2 separate regions of the Zea mays genome follow, and region 2 is linked to region 1. A link is a contact called in public Hi-C data. All regions are on one chromosome and are shown on one strand. Each heading gives the region's core, a stretch centred on a gene start, on an enhancer-like site or on the middle of the called end of the contact. The rest is flanking DNA. Distances are from core to core; before and after follow the strand shown. Region 1 has its middle 100 kb from the start of LOC103650202. Region 2 has its middle 10 kb from the start of LOC103650206.

The links. Hi-C and Micro-C count contacts between places; a contact is called where the count stands out from the background.
Region 2: a Hi-C map of leaf shows a contact between it and region 1, with 10 times the contacts expected there. The contact joins two enhancer-like sites. A contact is called at or near these places in 2 of 25 Hi-C or Micro-C datasets (ear and leaf).

The regions. Positions count from the first base shown.
Region 1 is chr3:72,812,496-72,818,042 of Zm-B73-REFERENCE-NAM-5.0, forward strand. No RefSeq gene overlaps it. Among protein-coding and RNA genes, the nearest start is that of LOC103650202, 100 kb to the left of the region's middle. Within about 2 kb of position 2,161, at least 15 of the 20 cell types and tissues checked have an H3K27ac peak or open chromatin away from gene starts, as enhancers often do. A contact at or near this core is called in leaf, where this site is marked.
Region 2 is chr3:73,539,193-73,544,739 of Zm-B73-REFERENCE-NAM-5.0, forward strand. No RefSeq gene overlaps it. Among protein-coding and RNA genes, the nearest start is that of LOC103650206, 10 kb to the right of the region's middle. Within about 2 kb of position 3,404, at least 2 of the 20 cell types and tissues checked have an H3K27ac peak or open chromatin away from gene starts, as enhancers often do. A contact at or near this core is called in leaf, where this site is marked.

The DNA of each region.
Region 1 (5,547 bases), core at 911-3,410:
GATTCCTCGCAAACGGGATATAGTGAAAGAAAGAAAAACACCGTGGTATTCAAGTGGATCTTTGGATCGCTTGAAAGGAGTTGAGTGCAACCCTCGTCCATTGGGACGCCACAACATGGAGTAGGCAAGTGTTGTACTTGGCCGAACCACGGGATAAACCATCATGTCTCTTGTGCTTGTTCTCACTGTGACTATTGTGTTTCGCAAGAGCTCAGTCCTTAGCCACTTGATTTCATTGTGCTAACACTTAATCAAGTTTTGTGGCTTTAAGTTTTAAGTTTTTATAGGATCACCTATTCACCCCCCCTCTAGGTGCTCTCACACTCCCCTACTGCCATTGCCCCTTTCGGGTAAGGTAGTCCTTCACTAGCTTTCCTAATTAGTCAGCTAAGGGCGTCCCATACCACCCTTGTGGCACTATTTTCCCTGGTGGTTCTCCATGTTCCAATTAACATAATGATCTTATCATGAACAATAAATAACAAACTGATAATAAAAGTGTGATCATGAATAATGTATATCTCTATACCCAAAACCACATAATGCAATAGTATGTACTACCCAAAAATTCAGTGGTAAACAAGGTATAAATATAGTCAAACTAGGGTAACCTATTGGGTCCTATCAAAATTAACCTATGCAGATCATTATGATTAATAAGAACATGATTGGGTAAAAAGAAGTGATCAAGGGCACAACTTGTCTGGGACTTGAGATTCCAGGTACCAGGATGATCTTCAGATGACTCGTGACCTCACTGCTAGTCGTAGCAATACAAACAAACATGGTATAGATAAAATTAGCATCACACCAAATATAAGAATAAGTTGCAGAATAATAATCTATGCGTTGCTATGAGATTGTGGGCTCGAGAATCACTAAATTCGGAGTTACGATTTAAAAGGATATAATTTTCCAAAAATTTAGGTGATTAAAAAATAAAAGATAAATTTAATTTTAATTAATACAAATAATGTGAGAGTTAATTAAACTTTAATCAGTGATATAACTTGATTATTGGTTGTATTTTTAGTCAGGTTATAATCATGGACATTTAACTTTGATTAGCAAGATGAATCAATAATCATAGGATAAACAATATAAAAGTAAGTAATATGTTGTAAATAATGTTGTTATTGCATAGATAAATTTAATACGAGACTAACGCAACTTGAACGGACTAAATCGGAGTTAAAACGAAGAATTTATGGATACAACGGTATTTTAGGCGCAATAAATTTAATAGATGCGATCTAACAGATATTGTATTTAAACTAAGCATGTATTAACTTAAAGTATTTGAGTTGATATTAATCATTAACAATTATTTACAAAATTCGTAGGTTAGAACTATAAATTAGATTAACATATTATCTAGCTAATTAACATTAGTGAAATAATTAATTAACTAATTAATTAAAATATGTGGCATAATTAAAACAATGTTATTATTATGTACGCAAAAATTAATATGAACCTAACACAACTTAAACAGATTAAAATAAATTATTTGATCTAAAAGATATCATATTTTTAATAAATTAGTAGGGTTGCACAAAAATAAGTGACATGATGGTGGGAAAGATTTGTTTACAAATGAATGACCTAGCCATTACTAACTTAACATGATTGTATCTACTGTTAAATTTGTGTTGTATATCTTACATGTAAAAAGGTATGTGTTGGTGGTTATCTATTAGATACAAAGCGCCAAACCTATCAAGTGGAAAAGACCATGATACGACCTAGCGAGTCCTCGCCGCGTTAGATGTCGTAGATCACTTCGGTGATGATGGTGCCCAGCACGGTACCAACTCTCTTTCTCAATGCTCGGCGGCGAACTCTCTCTGTATGCGGCTTTAGCGGCTTGAGTAGATGGCGGCTGTTTGTGACGCCAGAGCTACCCAGACAGGCGCTTATGGGTTAGGGTTTAAGAGGACCGAGATGGCCGGTTCTTATATCCTATGAACTGACTACAATGAATTAGACTAGAAATTCGGTAACCGAGGCGGAAGTTTAGAACAGAAATTTATTCGCTCAACCACCAAGGACTTTGGGGTAGAAGACGAGCTGTCAAAAGGGCCCCTGAGCAGCGACCATGGAAGCAGGATATTTGGTGGCCACATGACATGACGGCAGCCCTCACATCAGCATGACGCAGCTCCAGCCAGAAATCATAAAATATAGAAAAAACAACAAAAAAAAAGAGACGTGCGTGGGCTGCACTAGCATTGAGCAGGTGGGCCGAGCGGTAGCTTGCTCACGTTAGGGGCAGGATTCACCCTTTTTTTTCTGTTTCAATTTCTCTAATTCCAATTCCAAACTAGATTTAAACCAAGTTCAAATCCTATTACAAATGCTCATACATAAATCCCAGCAATTCAGTTTTATTTATATTAACTATTTTATTCATTTGGAAACTTATTTTTTTCTAAAATATGCAACGCATACACATCTTGTTCATGTGAAGTCGAATTAAAATTTTACTTTAGAATTTAATAATCGTTATATATTTTTAGTAAAAATAATTTGTACGGAAAAATCTTTGTTATAATAGAATTTAATTTGAATTTTTTAAGGACATTTATAAGGGCGTTATTTCATACTGAACTTACACAAGGATCTCCTCATTTTTTTATTAGGAACCACCTATTATTTAGATCTTCGAAGAATAAATTCAAAATAGGATTTTTAGTGTTACACCCATCTTTCAGGTAGGGTTGCTAAGCACTAAGTCTATAGAGCTAATTAACAAAGCCAGAGTCATTATAGCACTTGTAGTTGCAGTGTTATCTGGGTGGTCACTACATGTTCCATTTAACACAAAATGTTCTTGTTTAACCATCGGGTTAACATCATAATAAAACTTCATTTCCAGAACAGAGTATCATTACAAGAGTGACATCATATTTATCAAGTTGAGTGTTGGTCACTTGTTCTCAAATGGTATGAGTTAAGAACAAGTTAACACAAATGTTAATCGTTAAAGACCTTCGTCCTTCGAAACATTATCTCGATTAGGATATAATGATCTTCAGACGAAGGTTATGAAGGACAAACCTTTATAATCTTCAATATGTAGTAATAAAAAGCAGGAACATATGGGACATATAAAGAACATGAATGATCATATCAAATCATTAGATTATTTATATTTTCATTATGTGATCATGAACAAACATTAATGATATTGAATTACATTTGTACATTCGGCTTGACAGAAGGTAAGAATCCAGGAGTGACGTGCGAGTGATTACAAGTCAGCGTGAACAGTACGATGGTACTGTTCATCTATTTATAGGCACGAGACACAGCCCGGACAAAATTACATTCATGTCCCTAAAAACTAATCATGACTATGACTCAAACTATCAGGGACTATGTAGTCTTTTCCTCTTTAAGTTGGTGCCACCCTTCGTCTCAAGCGTGTCATCATGCCGAAGCTCTTTTAGTTACAACTTCGGCATACATCTTTATGTCGCGCCTGCTTGCATGTTATCTTTCCGAAGGTGTTTTTGCTTAGAGGACCTTCGGCGGAGAAGAAGGCCCCAAATAGTAGCCCCTTCGCGGTGCTAGATCGTTTTTCGTAACGAGCTCGATCCGCGAAAAACTCGAAGGCTTCGGAATGCCGAAGGTCCGAAAAACACCTTCCCTGAGCTCGTTGCTGAGAAACGATTATAATATTCCAAGCGCCGAGTGGTCCACCGTTCATCCAGTGCAGGCGATCTGTCGGTTCGCCTTCCCACCTACAGCACTATATAAACAGACGGGTTGGTGAAGAGTTACCAGAACATTCATTGCCATTGCACTGTTGTGCTGTTAAAAAATTTAACCATAGCCAAAGCTTTGTGTGTTACGCCTTGAAGCGAACGCTTTCATTGTTTAAGGATAACTTCGTCAAACGGGTAGCTTCGTCAAACTGTAGAAAATCCATCAAAATGGCCAGAGTGCGATCGACTGCATGGGTGTCTCATGAGGGAGAAGAAACTGAGGTCACTGAGACAACACCGATTTCAGAAGTCATGGAACGATTAGGTCTATTTGTGATAGAGGGAGCTATTGACGAAGGTGCTCCTGATGCCGAAGCTGAACAGACTGTTGTTGAAGAAGAAAATGTTGATAAAGGTGAAGAAGATTACAATATTTTGATCCCAACAAAGCCCAGCCATCTAGATTTTGAGAAATCTACTGTGTCCGAAGACGACATGCCCATGATGATGAAACTGGGCTATTTTGGAGAAGCTGAAAGCAAACTTGTTCAATTTGCTAGAGAAGAAACTACCCCAGTGCCGAAGAAGGATGAAGTTGTGGTTTTCAAGAGCTTTTTCAGAGCGGGGCTGCGATTTCCGCTGAATGAGATGATAAGGGAAGTCCTAAAAAATTTCGAAATATACCTTCATCAGCTGACTCTTAACGCTATCGTTAGGCTCATCGTCTTTATCTAGCCCCTTCGAAGCCAAGGGATGAACCTAGATGCCGAAGCTTTCTGCCGCATGCATGATTTGCACTACCAGACAAAGGCCAGGGCAGTTGGTCTTCACGAAAATTTTGGTTGTTACAATTTTGTGTATCGCAAGGATACAAAGGCAACAGTCCTCAGCTACCGCACAAAGTGGCCAACCGGTTGGAAAAATGAATGGTTTTATATGAAGGCTGATGAGAAAAACAGAGAGAAGCTAATGACCATGGTCATGAGCCCGCTGTCTTTAAACTTCGGAATGACCAGGCCCCTATGCAACATGCAATTGGGATCACCATTTCAGTTGGCCGAAGTAGAGTTCAGAGTGGTAGCTGAGCAAATCAGTACTAGGGATCTGGTGCAGGAATATCTGGCCAACCGGACGTATCCAACGTCAAGTGGCTGGGGAATGCCGAAGATGAAAGAAACGAAGAAGAAGCATGAATTTGTTCGACTAGCTTATCGTTTCAAGTTTGAAAAACAATTCAAAAAGCCGTGCAAAGAATGGATGGACATGATCGAGACAATGTGCAATGAAATACTTGGAAATTATACAAAAAAGGAAGACCAACTGATGACCGCAGCCTTCGGCACCCGGCCCAAACGAAGGTTGAACCGAGTGATGGATGCCTTGAAATTTGAATATCCTGATTATGAAAGGCTTGATAAAGGTGCCGAAGGCGTGAAAAGAAAGTGGATTGTTAGTATTCTTAGCAGGCAAGCTGCTAGAATGGTAAAGGAGAATAAAAAAGCTTTAAAGAAAAGAAAATCCACTCCTGAGCCAAAAGATGCTGCTTCGAAGAAGAGAAAGGCTGAGAGTCCAGAGCTGAAGGTAACCGAGGCAGCAGAGGAGACTCCTTCAACGCCTCCTGCTACCAAAATAGCAGAAATTTTAAAGGTAATGACTGAATTTTTACCCATCAAGCTGCTAAGTCCTCTGGGCCAGAACTGATGAAACTTTTACAGAAGAAGGCTGAGCCTTCGGCTACAATGAAGAAGGCGGACGGGCAGAAAAAACGAAGAATCGTTACTGTTATGCAAGCCATTGAACGGACACCACCGTCAGCCTCAGCATCCAAAATAACACC
Region 2 (5,547 bases), core at 2,154-4,653, 730 kb after region 1:
AAAGTCAATAAAGGTACATTTCCCCGAAAAAGTAATCATGCCAAAGCAGTATCCTTGGGTGAAGAGAATCAAGATCAAAGGGTTCGACTTTCAAGAGCCCAATACAGAGCTAAAAGTATCATCACCATGTAAAGGTGAAAAAGCTCCAAAATCGTTTCTAAGGTAATGCAGAGCTAAAAGTTTTATCACCCAGTAAAGGTGAAAAGGCTTCGAAGTCATTCCTAATGGAATGCAGAGCTAAACGTTTTATCACCAAGTAAAGGTGAAAAAGCTCCAAAGTCGTTTCTAAGGGAATGCAGAACTATGATTTAATGAAAAAACTCTGAAGTTGTTCTTTAGAGAATGCAGAGCTACGCATTGTTCCGGGTGAAAAGAAGGGAAAGTATTTTTTGCCTTCGGCTCAAAATACTAGTAAAGTTCGGTTTCACATTAAACAAAAGCATAAAGTAAATAGAAAAGATAACAAAGATTCAAGTATTATGTTGCAAAAAGTAAGGCATTATATTACAATAAGCAGCATTTCGACTGCATAAAATGTTTGTTTCACAATGAAAAAGTTCCTTTGGCCCAACGATCTAACTAGGCTTCGACCTTCTTTTATCACTTTGCTTTCTTTGTCTTTTTCAACTCCTTGTTCTGCAGAGAAAGAAATAAAAGGAAACTAGGTAACTATCTAAGAGGGTTCATAAATAAAGCTTCGGTAATATGAGTTTAAAGACGAACCTTCGTGGTGTATTCTTCAGCTTCCAGGGCAGCTAGCTGTCGGCCTCCTTTGTCCCATAGATCTAAGCAAAATCTCTTTGCAGCGTTCAGTATAGTCTTCAAAGGAGCTTTGATATCATCAATGGCCATGCGGAAGTTAGTTTCTCCGACAGCCTTGACATGGTCGCAGCCGGCTTTTTCGAGTATCGAAGCCATTCCGCAAGAACCATTAATCGCACAATAGTCACTACGCAGTGATTATCGATTCAACTTCTCCTAATTCCTTTTCTATCCAGCTAATTGCCCCCTCGGTGTCTCCACTGGCATGTGAAGCTACCCTTGAAGTGGCACAAGTTGAAGAGAAAATTTTCTTCAGAATATCGCAACACTCGGAAGCAACAACAAAGGAATTATCCCAAAGCTGCCTTAAAGTTTCCAATAACTTCTAATTTACCATATCCTTGTTGACAATATTCTCTTTTCTAGCTTCGAGACTGGTCTGAAGCTCATTGATTGATTCGTCTTATTTCTTCATCTTCGTAATATCAGCATTATGCACTTTTGCTGCTTCATTCTTCTTTTCAACTTTGTTTACCTTTTCCTTTAAGGATGTTATCTCTGCTTCTTTCTCCTCTAAGGATTTCCAAATTTCTGCAACTTCATCTAGAAGTGTAGTAAGTTCATTTTCTTCCTTCTCTTGTTGTATCCTTAAGGTTTTACTTAGCATTAGACCTTCATCATCAATACAAAAATGGTTTAGTCAAAATACAAAATTTCTTGAAGCTACATCAAAGTAAAGATTCTTAGTACCTTGATGTTAGTATAGGCCAATGTAACACAACTGGCGTTACAATAACTGAAACTTTGACATGTCATCCGATGCATCAGCATCATTTTGCTTGATACACCTAGAATGCAAATGCATTTTACTAGGTCCAAAATTTCAATTGAAACCCTAAACTAGCCCAAAAAGTGAAAATCAAAATCTAGAGAGAAGTTGCTGAAAGTCCATATACCAAAGTGGTAAATCTTGAAAAGTTGAACAACTTCCATGTGTGGAGATGTCCAAGTTTTATAGGAAAAATTGGAGTAAACTGCTAAAATTCAGTTTTGGTGCAAATTGGGATTTGCTGAAAATAATGTCAATTAGCTAACTTTGGGCTGTTATAACTTTTAATTTCTAGACATTTTGTACTGGTCACTGTAGCAAAGTTGTAGGGCTACCTTAGGTGTACAAACTTTCTTAAGTTACTTAACCTTAAAGCCATATGGAATTAGGAGTAAAACTTGTCCAAAGAGGGGCTGACAGGTTTGGATTTCAGACTTGGTGTAATTGTCCAAGTCTGAATTTCAGTGTGTTTTGCTCAAATTTGGAGCTCTCTACTGCCCTGTCCATAGAGTTATAGATTGTGGTCACTATGACAAACTTGTAGTATAACTATAGGAGAACAAACTTTATTAGGTGGGATGCCCCTAAAACCATATGCTAATAGGAGTAAAGGTGGTTCAAAGTGGTGTTGGCTGAACTCTGAATTTTCAGATCTGGAATAGTGCCTAAGTCTGAATTTCAGTGATTGTGACGGACTTTGGAGCTTCCTTGTGCATAATCCATAAGGTTTTGAACTAGGGCCTCAATATAGGAATTTAAGACCAAAAGTTGGTGTACAAATCTATTTAAGGGTGATGGATATGATCTTACACAAAAAGTGGAGAAAATATTGACTGAAAATGGGTTGTTGGGTTACTGGTGACTGAAATTGGTTCAGTTAACTAAAACTAAAATTCAGTAAATGGTGCGCAATTTGGAGCTCATTTGTGATCAATCCAAGTCGTTTTGGACTAAAGTTTCCATAGAAACGTTGGAGCCCATAGCAGAGAGAACAAGTTTCATACAGAGGGTTGGACTTGGTTCTACATAAACCTAGGAGTAAAGTATATCCCAATCTTCTCTGTCAGAGTGGTTGTGACTGAACTCAGTTCAGTTTGCTGAAACCAAAATTTCAGTGCTTGATACCCAGTTTGGGGCACTAATGTGACCATTCAGAATTGGACTGAGAATCATATAGTGAAATTAGAGAACAAATAAAGAGGTACAAGTTTCCTAAAGTAAGATGGACCTAGTGCCATGCAAATTGTGGAGTAGAATGCATCTAAACTCCCTCTGACAGACTGTTTTGGGCTGTTTCAGTTAAGCTGAAACTGTATTTTTCAGTGCTTTTGGGCTCCAGTTTGGTGCCCATAACTTGTGTTATGTGTAGTTGCAGCCTTCGGGTGTTGTACAAAGATGATAGAGCTATAGTTGGGGAATGTTTTAGTTAAGAAAGTAAGGCCTCTTGCCATGTGAACTTGTGAGATAACAGTGACTAAACAGGGAGGGGTAGAGTGGAGCAGTAGTGCTGTTGCAATCTATTTCAGTGTCGGGACAGATTTCTGAAGAAGATCACCCCTACTGCTCTCACCTGTGTACTTGGATAGGGATGAAGTTAGAATGCCTCACTAAAGATCTAGAGACAACTTAATCATCCAATTTGGACTATTTTGTGAGCTGTGAGCAGCAGGATCCTAGTTTGTTTTGTTCACTGCCTGCAGGTTGGACAGCAGGGATATTAGTGGCTTCACCCCCAAGCAGAGAATATCAAGTATGGGATCATTTGAGCCTATCCCGTGGGAGTCCTTATCTGCTCTCCTCCATGACTAGTTCCTGGAGAAAGAGATATTTGTGCTGAAACCAGACCAAGTGCAGTGTCTTGGAGGTATCTGTGAAGGTGCGTGGAGCTAGTGCTTGGGAGCCACATAAGTGAGCTCATGCTGTGTTGGCATCCCTTTTATTCTTGCGCTGAGTTGTGGATGAGCTCAGTGACCACCACCACCCCCTTGCCTATTTGCTCGGTGCCTAAAGGCTTTGTTCAGTGGAGTACTCCCCCTGTCTTCGAGATCCAGCCAGTGTCCTCGCGTGGTCTTGTAGTTCTTGTGCTCAAGACAAGGTTAGCTCTCTCCACAGCTCATGCCCTACTAACGGAGCAATCGGCTTAAGTCAGAAACGCCATAAGTCGGTGCGACATGCTCATGCTAACATGACTTAGGTTGATCACTATACCCTACTAACGGAGCAATCGACTTAAGTCGGAAACGCCTTAAGTCGGTCCGACATGCTCACGCTCACATGATTCAGTGTGATCACTATACCCTAATAGCAAAATAGTCAACTCAAATCGGGAATACTTCGAAAAAAGAAATATTACGCTTATAGTGCCAGGGGTGTTTTTCAACACCCTACCCACGGAACAATCGGTACAAACATAACTGTTGTGCTCATACAAGAACTCACATTACACCTTTTCTCTAAAAGATGCTAACTCGGTAAACAAGTGTTTTTCAGGAAAATCATTGCGCTGAAGTATCCCTGCAGGCATCATCTTTTGCAGGAGCAAGAGGAAGATGGACGGCTTGCGGTGTCAGGCGCGACCATGACATTAGCGACGATATCAACAGGCACCACGACACCGGGTCTCCTCATCAGGATCCGCCCAGCGCAAATGGCCTTATCCATGGCCCTGTCACGCTGAGCCTTCAAGACGACACAGTCATCCTCCAAGGCCTTGACAGTGAGACGGGCGGCCTCCAGCTCATGCGTGACAAGCTTCTTGGAAGCACGCAGCTCCTAGATGGTGGAATCCTTGGTGGACAACAACTTGTCGAGTCGAGAGACTTCATCCTGAGAAGCCCGCAGCTCGTTGTGATGATGGTCTAAGTCAGACATAGTAAAGCGATGGCTCCTCTCCAGGATGGTCAAGGAGTTACTAGCATCACGATAAAGCCTATCTAGATTAACACGAGATGCAACGAGTGCTCGTTTCTCTTCCTGCAAGCAAGAACAACACTAAGCATTGAATCAAGGAGGGCAAAACAGGAGCAGCCAAGGAAGTTTACCTCATTTGCCATCTTCTCGGAGTCGAGATGTGCATTCAGAGAGGAGTTCAGAGAGCGAGCACCATCCAGGAAAGCAGAAGTTTGGATTAAGTTGGCCTGGCTCTGAGAATACTTCTCTTCAATATCAGAGCATCGCCGAGCCAAATCTGATAAAGCAGCAGAAGAAGAGCGCATGACTTAGAATAAACTAAGTAATGAAAGTGAATAAGGAAACTGTGGGCTCACTAACCAATATTTGATGCCTTTAGGTCATCTATCTGTTTTTGAGCAGTAGAGGGTTCCACTGCATCAGAGACAAAACTTGATCGGGGATACGAGCACTGCAGGATCTCAGTTGGGCAGATACACCACCAAGAACATCCTATGACCATGGAAAGATAAGTAAAAAAACTAGTTCGCCAGCAGGAACAGTAAAAAAGCGAAAGTTGATTCACCTGAAGATTGGAGAGGAACAGGGGAAGACCCAAAGTAGGAAGAGTTGATGCATGACTCGGAGGAACTTCGACCCCATCAGCAGGCAGCAGGCTCCTAGCGTCTGGTTCACTGGCTTCTAAAGTGACCAGACCAACGAGAGCCGTAGAAAGATGTGTCACCGCATCCTCCTCGGATCGGACTGGGGGCGATCCAACGTGGACGTCCATAGAAGCAGCAGAGGGGACCCTGCCCCAACACCCTCGTGGGCTGGGCCCACCGCAGCAGCCACCTCTAGGGCTGAAGATTCCTCAGCCACGTCCATAGGAGTCGGGTGACTCAGATAAGTGTTCTCGCAAGGAAGACCGCCCTCTAAGGTCGACGAGGCACGAGAAACCAACCAGGTTGTCTCTTGCCCGGCAGAATCATGCGGGAGAAGACCATCATCTGGGACCTCTGAATAGATGGTGGGAATGTCAGCTTCACGAGGCTCTAATAGAATGT